Regions from separate parts of the Sus scrofa genome. Here region 1 is linked to region 2. The links are chromatin contacts, called in public HiChIP or PLAC-seq maps. All regions are on one chromosome and are shown on one strand. The core of a region is the stretch at or near the end of the contact, and the rest is flanking DNA. Distances in the headings are between cores, read along the strand shown.

What was found. HiChIP or PLAC-seq counts read pairs in DNA pulled down with a chosen protein or histone mark.
Region 1: a contact with region 2 is called in an H3K27ac HiChIP or PLAC-seq map of skeletal muscle, with 4 times the contacts expected there. The contact joins the promoter of USMG5 here to the promoter of BORCS7 in region 2. A contact is called at or near these places in 1 of 5 promoter capture datasets (fetal skeletal muscle) and 1 of 2 datasets of contacts at active chromatin or transcription factors (skeletal muscle).

What each region holds. Positions count from the first base shown.
Region 1 is chr14:114,325,071-114,330,699 of Sscrofa11.1, forward strand. It overlaps USMG5 (up-regulated during skeletal muscle growth protein 5), which reads right to left and starts at 2,447. Exons shown (of 4, transcript XM_021073491.1): 1 at 2,302-2,447. It overlaps PDCD11 (protein RRP5 homolog), which reads left to right and starts at 2,513. Exons shown (of 38, transcript XR_002338761.1): 1 at 2,513-2,640; 2 at 4,340-4,452. MIR1307 (microRNA 1307) reads right to left here and starts at 633; the gene lies at 554-633.
Region 2 is chr14:113,827,885-113,833,729 of Sscrofa11.1, forward strand. It overlaps BORCS7 (BLOC-1 related complex subunit 7), which reads left to right and starts at 3,750. Exons shown (of 5, transcript NM_001244615.1): 1 at 3,750-3,917. The coding sequence starts at 3,780.

The sequences.
Region 1 (5,629 bases), core at 1,197-3,696, 500 kb after region 2:
AAATACACTTTATGAAAATAAAAAACTGGATGAACTAAAAGTTCACCTACAGGATACTGATAAGTAATGGTTTCCATTAAAGGAAGATAGAATGCATGGAGATCTCTATATACAGACATGGAAAGATGTTCCCATGTAAAGTTAAATATTAAAAACATCCTATTTCTGGACATTATATTATAGAGCATGTTAATGGTTTTCAAAGTCTGGTCCCTAGACTGACAACCTCAAAGGAAACTTGTTAGAAACACAGCATTTTGGGCCTTATCAGATAAATGCTGAGGCCCAGCAGTCAGTGTTAATATGCCCTCTAGGTGATTCTGATGCATATTAAAGTTTGAAAAACACTGCAGCAAACAGAAACCCAAATAAATGCTCATTCGTAATTAAATAGGAAAAAACTCTGGAAGAGTATATAGCAAATTTTTAAGAGGGGTTACATCTACAGAACCTACGTATTTTACAAAGGTGTGTATTTCTTTTATTATAATAAAAAATAAAAAAAGGCACATTCAAAGGTCACCAGAACACTGGAAAATTCGTCTGTATGACCGCCTATCTACCACGACCGACGCCACGCCGAGTCGATTGGCAACATAGACGAGCCGGTCGAGGTCCGGTCGAGATTGGTAGGCAGTGACAGTGACTTGGCTGGCTCTTGAAGAAATGGAAGTGGGAGACCTGTGAGGAAGTTGTTGCTATGGAAAATGGCACGCTCAGGTTCACCATTCAAAGGCCTTCAGAGGCATTCACCTGCATAGAAGTGGCAATAAAAATCTGGACAAGGGACCTTAATTCTGAACACTATTTCAAGAAAGTTCTTGGAGCAGTGAAGGATTCTAAGCTTCCTTGGGCCACCTCAGGGGCTTTGGCCAGTCCAATCCAAGTAGGGAAATCTCCATTTAAAGAAACCTTTATGATGTAGCTTTTGTATTGATTTACCTTCAGTAAACTTATTAAAATAAAGATATGCTTTCCCGCTCATCTTCAGGATAGATTTGTGGATTCTTATAATATCCACTAGGTTTCTAGAAGAAACCCGACAGAAGGCAAGGGCTTAACTTTGTCCAATTATTAACTATAATCACCACTACCTTATGTAACAAAAATTTTAATTTCTCTCTACACAATATAAAAGGAAGACTGATGTTTGCAATATTCTACACAGGGCTAATTCCGACGGTAGGAAAAGGTATAGTATAGGAATCACAATTTAGTCTAGGTCTTAGAGGAAGACTCTTGAAATGCTGAGTTGGAGGGGGAAGTGGGATGCTGCTGATAAATAACTGGAACAAAGCCTGGAAACACCTGGGTCTGCATCCTCAGCAAATCGCAGGTTACTTTGGGGCAAAGATCAGGAATCCTTGTGTTAGAGTGTCCTTCGTGGAGTAACTGAACTGAAACTTGCTTTCCTTTTGAGTCATACTTCAGCTTAGACAGATAGTAATGAAGAAAATTACCTAAGACTAAAAATAACCGTACCATTGTTAAATGGTAGCCTATGGCAAAGTCTAAGCGATGGGGTCTTCACTTTTGTTTCTAATTGAGCGGCAAACTACTATTAAATATAATCAATCTTTCCATTCCTCTCTTCACCGATAAGTGGGCACTTCAGAAAAGGCCCAAAGCGACCAAATGCCCTCGCTACTTTGTTTTCCCGATACTGTTTTTTTCTGTCTGACTGGACGTTTACCTAGAATGATGAGTGAGATTACGAGGCAGAGACGAGTGAAAGCTGCTCAGGTACCAGAAGCAGCTTCTTGCACTGCAAGGAGTTTACAGTCCTCTTCTGGCTACCTTCTAGGAAAGGTCTTCCCGCTGATTGAACACAGGCTGCATCTAACCAGCGGGTCTGGCGAACTGCAGGGGCCCGCCTACGCTCACTCCTGTTTGACAAAGGCTGCACCACAACTAAAGAACGCCTGGCTGGCCAACTTCCTAAACACAGCTCAGTGAAAACAAACTACTATACGCATACATGGGAAAGGAGATTAATTCGGCCAGAAGTTCTCATCCAAAATTACGTCACTCGGTGACCTTGGCGGACTCCCTTCGCTGCGGACCTTTTTTCTTTACCGGAAAATGCATTTTAAGGGCCTTTACCTCTCACTGAGGCTTCCTAGCCACTATCCGACCCCTCGCGGCCATCATTTTCTCCAATTCCTTTTCATTCACCCCCCCGTCTCGCCCCTCCAAAGCAAAGACCTCGCGGTGTTCCTGGACCAGAAAACAGTCCTATTCTAGGCTGGCCCCATAAAGTGGAGGCGCGAGGTCAGAGCCCGGTCTCCCCTCCACACCCACCTTCGAAAATGCACAAACTCCGCAGCCTGTGTCCTTCAACGTATCCAGTTGCCCCCTCGCTCCGGCCGGAAGAAACCTCCTCCCCCGCACGCGTTCAACGGGCCTTACCGACTCGGCCCTCTACGTCGATTGGCTGCGGCTCGAGGCCCGCCCTTCCGCTTCCGGTATTCAAATCTCCTCCCTCGCTCTGTAGGACTCCATAGTGTAGTAACGGAAGTGGGGCGCAGAGCCCGCCCTCGCTTCCGGCAGGGCGGAGTTGGGCTGCTGGCGTGCGGGTCTCCGCGTGTGTGATCACAGTGGCGCGGCCTCCGAAGTAGAAGTGCTGGCGTCCCTGGCTTGGTGAGTGTGGGTAAAGGCGACAAGGGAGGAAACGTCGTGGCTTCCAGGTCTGTTCCAGAACTAAGTCCTCCAGGTCCCTACCATGCACCCGCTTAGAAGCCGGCTTTGCTTGACTTGCTCCTGTAACTTTAGGATCTGTCCCCTGAAGGTAGCTTAATTCTCTTCTTTGCCGCTGGATTGCTGCTTTACTCTTTTGAAACTTCAGTTTCCCCTGGTCTGAAATGAGATTAAGGGTCAAACTCCCAGGAATCTTGACCCCACGGCACTTTCTTATTTTTTCGAAACATATCTATCCGTTCCTGATTCCAACTCCTAGGTTCATTTTAGGTCCTCGCCTCTTTCACAGTCTCAAGCCTTTCTAGATTCCTATTTCCAAGTGTCTTTCAGAACCAACCCCACTAATCTTCCGTTCTCGTTTATACCTAGTTCTGGTTCTCATGATTTCTGTTGTGCTGCAATTGAAGCCTTCTACCAGATTACCTTCCTTCAGTCCTCTCTCCTCCAGTCCAGTCTATAGCCTGCAGTCTTTTTTTTTTTTTTTTTTTTTGGTTACTGTTTTATCTTTTCCTTTACTTAAGGCTCAGACTTGCCAAAGTAAATGTTAATCTATTCACGTCTAATGAGAGCTCTGAAACAGAAAGCCCAAGCTGTCTTTTAGAATTTAACTCCACTTATTATGCTTTTTATCACTTTATGGTCTAGTTGAACTTTTCTCCAAAGGAAGGCAAGAGCAAGCCTTTGAACAACAGTTTGACAGACATGATGCTGATGCTTATCAAAATAATTTGCTTTTTCTTTTCCCATGCTTTTCCTCACATTCCTTCTGCTTTTCCCTTTCCACCTATCAAGATTCTATTTATCTTTTAACACATAGCCCAAAAGCTTCTTTTGTTTTCCTCTTTTACCAAAGCCTCATTATTTCCTGCTTCTTTGTTGATAGTTTATAAATTGATTTGTATTTTAAATTATTTGCATAATTGTTCTTAAAAGTGTGTCTGTTCAGAGTTCCCTTGTATCTTATTGGGTTAAGGGCCCACCTTGTCAATGCTGTAGCGTGGGTTCAGTGCCTGGCCTGGGAACTTCCACATACCACAGGTGCAGCCAAAAAAAAAAAAGACGAAAAAGTGTGCATATGCTTTGAAGGTAGGGGCTTATATATATATTTGTTTGTGTATCTGTGAATTAAGCTTAGTGATATTTACTACATTGAATCTATAGCTTTTTTTTTTTGCTTTTTAGAGCCGCACCCATGGCATATGGAGGTTCCCAGGCTAGGGGTCAAATCGGAGCTATAGCTGCTGGTCTGTGCCACAGCCACTGCAATATGGGATCCGAGCTACGTCTGCAATCTACATCACAGCTCACGGCAACACCGGATCCTTAACCTACTGAGCAAGGCCAGGGATCGAACCTGTATCCTCATCAATACTAGTTGGGTTCATTAACTGCTGTGCCATGACAGTAACTCCAATATAGCACTTTTTACTAGAGGAAAATGTGTGGACTTGTGCTTTTGAAGCAAAGATTTTTGGAAAGATGAATTATGGATTGCCTGTTGCCTGGCATCAAACCATCCATTTCTTAAATGCTGTCCTGAATGCTCTCTAGCACATTGGGGCTAGAAAGCTTTATCTCTTGCCCATTGATCATAGTCTTGACACCAAAGCTACATCTCACCAACTATTTGCATTGTTTTTAGGAGAGCCAAACATGGCAACCATGGAAGAAAGCTTCCCCCGAGGGGGGACAAGAAAGATTCGCAAGTCAGAAAAAACTTTACAGCAGTCGGTTGAACAGGACAACTTATTTGATGTAAGTGGTATGCTTTTTGTTAAGACTCACTGAACACTCTCTAATGTCCTTATGGAGAATGAACCTTGTTTGAGAATGTGTGGTTTTCCCAGATTGGTTTCTTTTCTTTTCTTTTTTAGGGCCTCACCTGCAGCATATGGAGGTTCCCAGGCTAGGGGTTCAACTGGAGTTGCAGCTGCCAGTCTATACCACAGCCACAGCAATGCCAGATCCAAGCTGCATCTCCTTAACCCACTGAGTGAAGCCAGGGATCAAACCTGCATCCTCATGGACACTAGTTGGGTTCTTAACCCACTGAGCCACAACAGAAACTCCAGATTGGTTTCTTTTTGAAGTTCACTTTTATAAATTGAACTTGTTAGGGAGCCCACACCATCACAAGGCTGTATCTTTTGAAGTGGGGCATTTAGTATTTGAGTTTGCAGTACCATTATTTCTTATTTTTAGGAACTTTGTACCATGTAGATTAAGGATAAAGAGAAAGCAGTTTGATCATTGCATTTGTTTTTTTTTTTTTGGACTTTTGTCTTGTTAGGGCCACACCCACAGCATATGGAGGTTCCCAGGCTAGGGGTCTAATCAGAACTATAGCCGTTGGCCCACACCAGAGCCGCAGCAACGTGGGATCCGAGCTGCATCTGTGACCTACACCACAGCTCATGGGAACGCCTGATCCTTAACCTACTGATCGAGGCCAGGGATCGAACCCGCAACCTCATGGTTCCTAGTCAGTTTTGTTTCCTATTTCGCCACGACGGGAACTCCAATCAATTGCATTTTTGAATCAGGTCCTTATGATGTAAAATGGTCATAATTTGCATTAGAATTTGACATCTTCATCTAGAGTAGGCTGTAAAATGCTAGAATGATGGAAACTAACTTGCAATTATATGGTCTTATATCTATTTTATGTAATCTTTCCAGTTGTACTATGCAGTTGAGATCGCCATTCCATGCTCTGGAACTGAGGCCCAGAGAGCTTATGTAATTTAGCTGAATCCACACAGCTTGTTATGGTGCAGATGGAAATTTAAGTTGGGCCTTCATGATTCCACCTTTTACTTTCATGCACTGTTCCAAATTCTTTCTCATACTGGGGAACCCCGGTGTCCATCCCAGTCAAGGGAGGAAGAACATAGGAGAGAAGAGGCTTTGGAAACAGATTTTGAGAACAGAG
Region 2 (5,845 bases), core at 2,500-4,999:
TAGCCTCACTCAGTGGGTTAAGGATCTGGTGTTGCCCTGAGCTGTGGTGTAGGTTGAAGACATACGTGGCTCGGATCTGATGTTGCTGTAGCTGTGCCGTAGGCCGGGAGCTGTAACTCTGATTGGACCCCAACCTGAGAACTTCCATATGCTGCGGGTGCGGCCCTAAAAAGAACGAAAAAGAAAATCCTCGCCCTCGTGGAGCGTTCATCCTAATAGGAGAGAAATGGCTGCGCTGGACCGCTGATCTTCAATTTCGACTTCATTCTAATTCAGCTGTTTTGATTCTATATTGATTCAAGAGACTGTCTATAGACGTCTGTGCTGGATATTCTGCAAAGACAGGTACCAGCAACTCCTCCTAAACCTGCAAACATAGAACTACTTCTCCCACCGAGAGGTAGAGTCTGTTTCCTCTCTACCTGACCCTGAGCTCCCCTGTGACTTGATCGATAGAATCTTCAGATGTGACCACTGTGCCAGGGCCTGGCCTCGACCCAAAGGGGCCTGACAGCTTCCACCTCCTGGGAAACCAGGTACCACGTAAAGAAGCTCAGCCTATCCTGCTAGAGAGAAGGCCATGCAGAGAGAGAGGCCCCGAGGATGAGTGACCATGTGGCAAGAGCGGACATAGGGAGGAGAACCATAGCACTCCAGGTGACAGGCAGCATGAAGGCCCAGCCATGTCGGTTAGGCCACCTCAGACCTTCCAGCCACCAGGTGAATGCAGACCCATGAGTGAGCCCAGCAAACATCATTGCAGCAGAGATAACCATTCACGATGAATTCCTGAACCAATAAAATGGTGGCTGTATTGAGTCACTCAACTTGGAGGTGGTTTGTTAGGGGGCAGCAGATAACTGAGACACTGCCCTAACCAGTCGGGGGCAGTATTTTCTACGTGTCTCTGAGTCTTCATCACGTCATTAGGGTTGGGCAAAAAGTTAACATCCAGTCAAGTTCTGATGAGTGAGTATTTCTACAACTAACTGGGGGAGAGGATTCTGGGAAGACGGCAGAGGGTGAAGCACCGGAAGCTATCTCCCCACCTAGACATCGACTGCACCGGCAAAATCTGTCGATTTAACTATTTGGGGCCTATGAAGGCTTCCAACTTCCAGGGGAAGCCTTAGATGGTAAATTGTGGAGCATTTCAGTCAATTCTGGCTCTTAGGACAGTAGGAGCTGCCCATCCCCCACCCCAACCTCTTGGCAGACAACTGTGTGTGTGTTCCTGGAACTGCTGCCCACAGCCTGTGGGAGTGAGGGTGAGCCAAAAGGATCCTGTCCTCCAAATACCAGAGCTCTCTGCTCTGACTGCTGATTGCTGCTCCTGACCACAGAGCCCAGATGGGAGCTGAGTGGCCACTGTTGCTGTACCTCCTCCACGCTGCCCCAGCCCCTTCCCTCTGGTTAAAGTGACTTCCAGGGGATCTAAAAGGCCAGGCTCATCTCTTCCCCTCCTCACCCCACCCCCTAGTCATTCTTTACTTCTTCCTCTTTCTGGAGCTAGGCACTGTCAGTGGCCAGTCTATTTGCCACATGTGGCTACTTGTTACCATGGCTCTAGATCAATCAATCTCTTCCTAAGTTTATGGGTTTGCAGCAACTGGAGTCGCCTACACTGCTCTGGGGAATGCAAAATGGCAAAAGCTCTGGGAAATGCTTTGGCAGTTTCTTGAAATGCTAAACACTTACCATATGCGGCAGCCATTCCACTCCTAGATGTTACCCAAAGACAAATGAAAACAACCCACATAAAGACTTATGTGAATGTTCAGAGCAGGTTTATTCATAACAACCCCCTGCCCCCCAAATGGAAACAACCCAAATGTCCATCAACAGGTGAGTGCATAAACAAAAGGAGATATAGCCACACAGTGGAATATTTCTTAGCAATAAAAAGGAACAGACTAGTGATACACACACCAAGTGAATGCCTCTCAAAATTGTTATGCTGAGAGAAAGAATCCAGACCAAAAAAAGGTACTCTCTATATGATTCCATTTATATAAAATTCTAGGAAAAAAAATAATCTATACTAGTAGAAAGAGATCAGTTGTTTCCTGGAGTGCGGGACAGATAGACTACAAAGGGGGACTTGAAAACCTGTGGGGGTGATGAAAATATTCTGTATCTTAATAGGGGAGGTGATTCACAGGTGTGTGCATCTGTCACACTCACCAAATTATATACTTTTTTTTGGTCTTTTTGCCTTTTCCAGGGCCATTACTGCGGCATATGGAGGTTCCCAGGCTAAGGGTCTAATCGGAGCTGTTGCTGCCGGCCTACACCAGAGCCACAACAACGCCAGATCCTAGCCGTGTCTGCAACCTACACCACAGCTCACGGCAACACCGGATCCTTAACCCACTGAGCAAGGCCAGGGATTGAACCTGCAACTTCATGGTTCCTCATCGGATTCGTTAACCACTGCACCACGATGGGAACTCCCCAAATTAGATACTTAAAAGAATGTAGTTAACTGAACATAAATTACACCTCAATAAAAGTTAATTAGGGAGTTCCCGTTGTGGCTCAGTGGGTTAAGAACCTGACTAGTGTCCATGAGAATGCAGGTTCAATCCCTGGCCTCACTCAGTGGGTTAGGAATCCAGTGTTGCTGCAAGCTGCAGTGTATGTCACAGTTGTGACTCGGAACTGGCACTGCTGTGGCTGTGGCGTAGGCTGGCAGCTGCAGCTCTGATTCCACCACTAGCCCAGGAACTTCCATATGCCATGGATGAGGCCACAAAAAGAAAAAAAAATAAGTAAAGATTAGGAACAAGAATTAAATGAAAGAATCAGAGACATGAATCTAGACACTTGGAAGAAAAAGTAATGTTGATAATGAGCATAGGTGATTTTAAACAAATTTTACCAATTTATTATTCTCATCTCCCTTGTGCACTAGTTTAAAAAGAAAAAAAGAAATAGAGCTAGCACAAAACACTTCGGATATTAATTCTTTTCAAGGGGATAATCAGTTTGCTTTTAATAGAACAAAGAGGTCATTTATCATTAAAAATTACCAGAGGAGTTCCCTGGTGCCTTAGCAGGTTAAGGATCTGGCATTGTCACTGCTATGGCGCCCCTGGCCTGGGGAATTTCTGCCACCATGGGCATGGCCAAAATAAAAATAAAAATTACTAGAGATGTTAAGCATTTTTCATACCTATTGGCTATCTTATTTATTTTTTTAATTGCCTGTTTGTGAACTTTGCCAATTTTTCTACTGGGTTGTTCTTCCTGGTTTTCTTCTGTTTGTTTATATGCTTCCTCACCAGGGAGTTCATTGGAGACAAAGACTGCATGCATCTCATTTCTTTGTCTATCCTCAGCCCAGCACAGTGTTTGGTATTTCCTTCATGAAATGTCTGTTAAAAATGGAACTGAATGATCTTAATTCATTCTCATAACCTTCAGAGACTTTAACGTTATCACTTCTATTTTACAGATGAGGCACACAAGTTGCAGAGGTTGAAACATTTCCAGTCACACAACTAAACAGCAGAATTGGGACTGTAACCCAGACCTTCTGATTTTAAACCATGGGTTTACTGAAGTTGTCCTCCATCCCCTCAATCGATGTCTGCGTGGGCCCTGTCTTCTTCAGGATATCAACTGAGTATTTTAAATGAATTTAAAATTTGCAAAGCGCAACCTCCGCTAGGCGCATGCGTCCCTCCCTAACGACGTCTCCTTGCCTTCCGCTTTGCGCCTCTTTTGGCCCCAGCGACTTGCCATCGCCCGTGAGGAGGTGCTCACTATTTGAAGTGATGGCGACTGGGACCCCAGATTCGCAAGCACGATTTGGTCAGTCCGTGAAGGGGCTTCTCACAGAGAAGGTGAACACCTGTGGTACTGACGTGATTGCGCTCACCAAGCAGGTGCTGAAGGGCTCCCGGAGCTCTGAGGTGAGCTAGAAGTAGATTCTCCGGGCCTAATATCCCCGAGGCTCTCCTGCCTTCCAAAACCGGGCGGGCGGCGGGGGGAGGGGGGGTCGCTCTGCATCCTGGGAACTGTAGTCTGTGAGCTGGTGAAGGAGAGCGCTTCGCGGAGAGCGAGTGTTGCATTCTGGGGTGTGTAGTCTCTCCAGGTAGGACAAGCAGGGAGCGTGAGGTGGGTAAGAAACGAAGTGATGGGAATCTGTGCTTTAAAGCAGAGATTGCCTTAGATGATATGTGAGATAGTGGGCCTAACGAGTTCCTTATTTGTTCCTCAGGGTTGTCTCTAGTGAGGATCCGTCCCATTTGGCCCCTAAATTCTGCATGGTTTTGCTCTCAACGTCCCATATTACTTCTACATTTTTCTGCGTCATCTGTCCACTGATTTCTCCCTTTCTGACTTATCTTTCTGGCTACGTTCTTGGTTTTCTGTTTCTTAAATTAGCTTTCTCCTTCTTCCTGATTTTCCCCCCATTATTCTTTGGCTGGTTCCAGGAATGGAATTATTTGATGGCCTTTCACACCAGCAAGCTTTATATATGTGCAGTTTTTCTCCAAAAAAAAAAAAAAAAAAAAAAAATCAATCACTGTTCTCTGAAACATTCACCCAAGGGAAATGAAAATTTATGTCCACACAGAGACTTGTACAGATACATAGGGTATTTATCCATAATAGCACCAAACTGGAAACAGTCCAGATGCCCAAATGACAGATGATTGAACAAATGAAATGGGTCTAATGACTCAGCCATTCAACTTCTAAGTTTGTACCCAGGAAAAAAGAAAACAGGTCCATTGCTTTCTTATTTAAATCAACCATGCACGTAATATATCATCTAAGATGTCCAGGTTTGGTTTCATTAAAGTGGAAAACATCTTGAATACATTTGTAAAACACTCTGAGAATGGAGTCTTTGGATTTCTGTGGCTTTCTCCTGTATGCCATTGTCTTGCTGGTAGTTAACTCAGTAGCAGTGTATCTTAGCTATTCATTTTCAACACGTATTTTTTTGTGTGTCATTTTAGGGCCGCACCCGTGGCATATGGAGGTTCCCAGACTACGGGTTGAATCGGAGCTGCAGCTGCCGGCCTACACCACAGCCACGGCAATGCAGGATGCAAGCCGGGTCTGCAACCTACACCACAGCTCATGGCAATGCCGGGTCCTTAACCCACTGAGCAATGCCAGGGATTGAACCTGCAGCTTCATGGACCAATTCTTTTTTTTCCTAACTCTTATTTTATTAGTTTCTATGTAGTTGCATTTTCAAGCATAATATGTCCACAAGTCTTCAGATATGTATATGAATGTTCAAGGCAGCTTTATTCATATTAGTGTAGGGTCCTAATGTTGCAGGAAGGGGTACCCCTTCCAGGGCCTGAGAATGGGCTCTTGTCTCTAACACTCAGAAATGAATGGTCGTAGGAGACACACGTGCTGACAAAGCAAGAGACTTTATTGGGAAGGGGCACCCGGGTGGAGGGCGGCAGGGTAAGGGAACCCAGGAGAACTGCTTTGCCATGTAGCTCGTAGTCTCTGGGTTTATGGGAATGAGGTTAGTTTCTGGGTTGTCTCTGGCCAGTCATCTTGCTTGGCTTGTAAGTGGTCTGGCCCAGGGTCCTTCTTGGTGATGCGTGTACCTTTCAGTCAAGGTGGATCCCAGCACCAAGGATCCTGGGAAGTTGTTTGTCTCCTTCCTGCTGTTGGCCCCTCCGTATCCTTCCAGTTAGCCTTCAGGGCAGCACCACCTGCTTTATCAGGGCCTCCTGCTATGAGACAAGTCATGCTATTGTCTGCTTGGCCAAGGTGGGCAGTTTTGGTCAATGGTTCCCTAACACCAAGAGAGTTATCTTTACAAAATTAGCTTTCGTTATGTCCTTAGCTTTTATTTATAGTG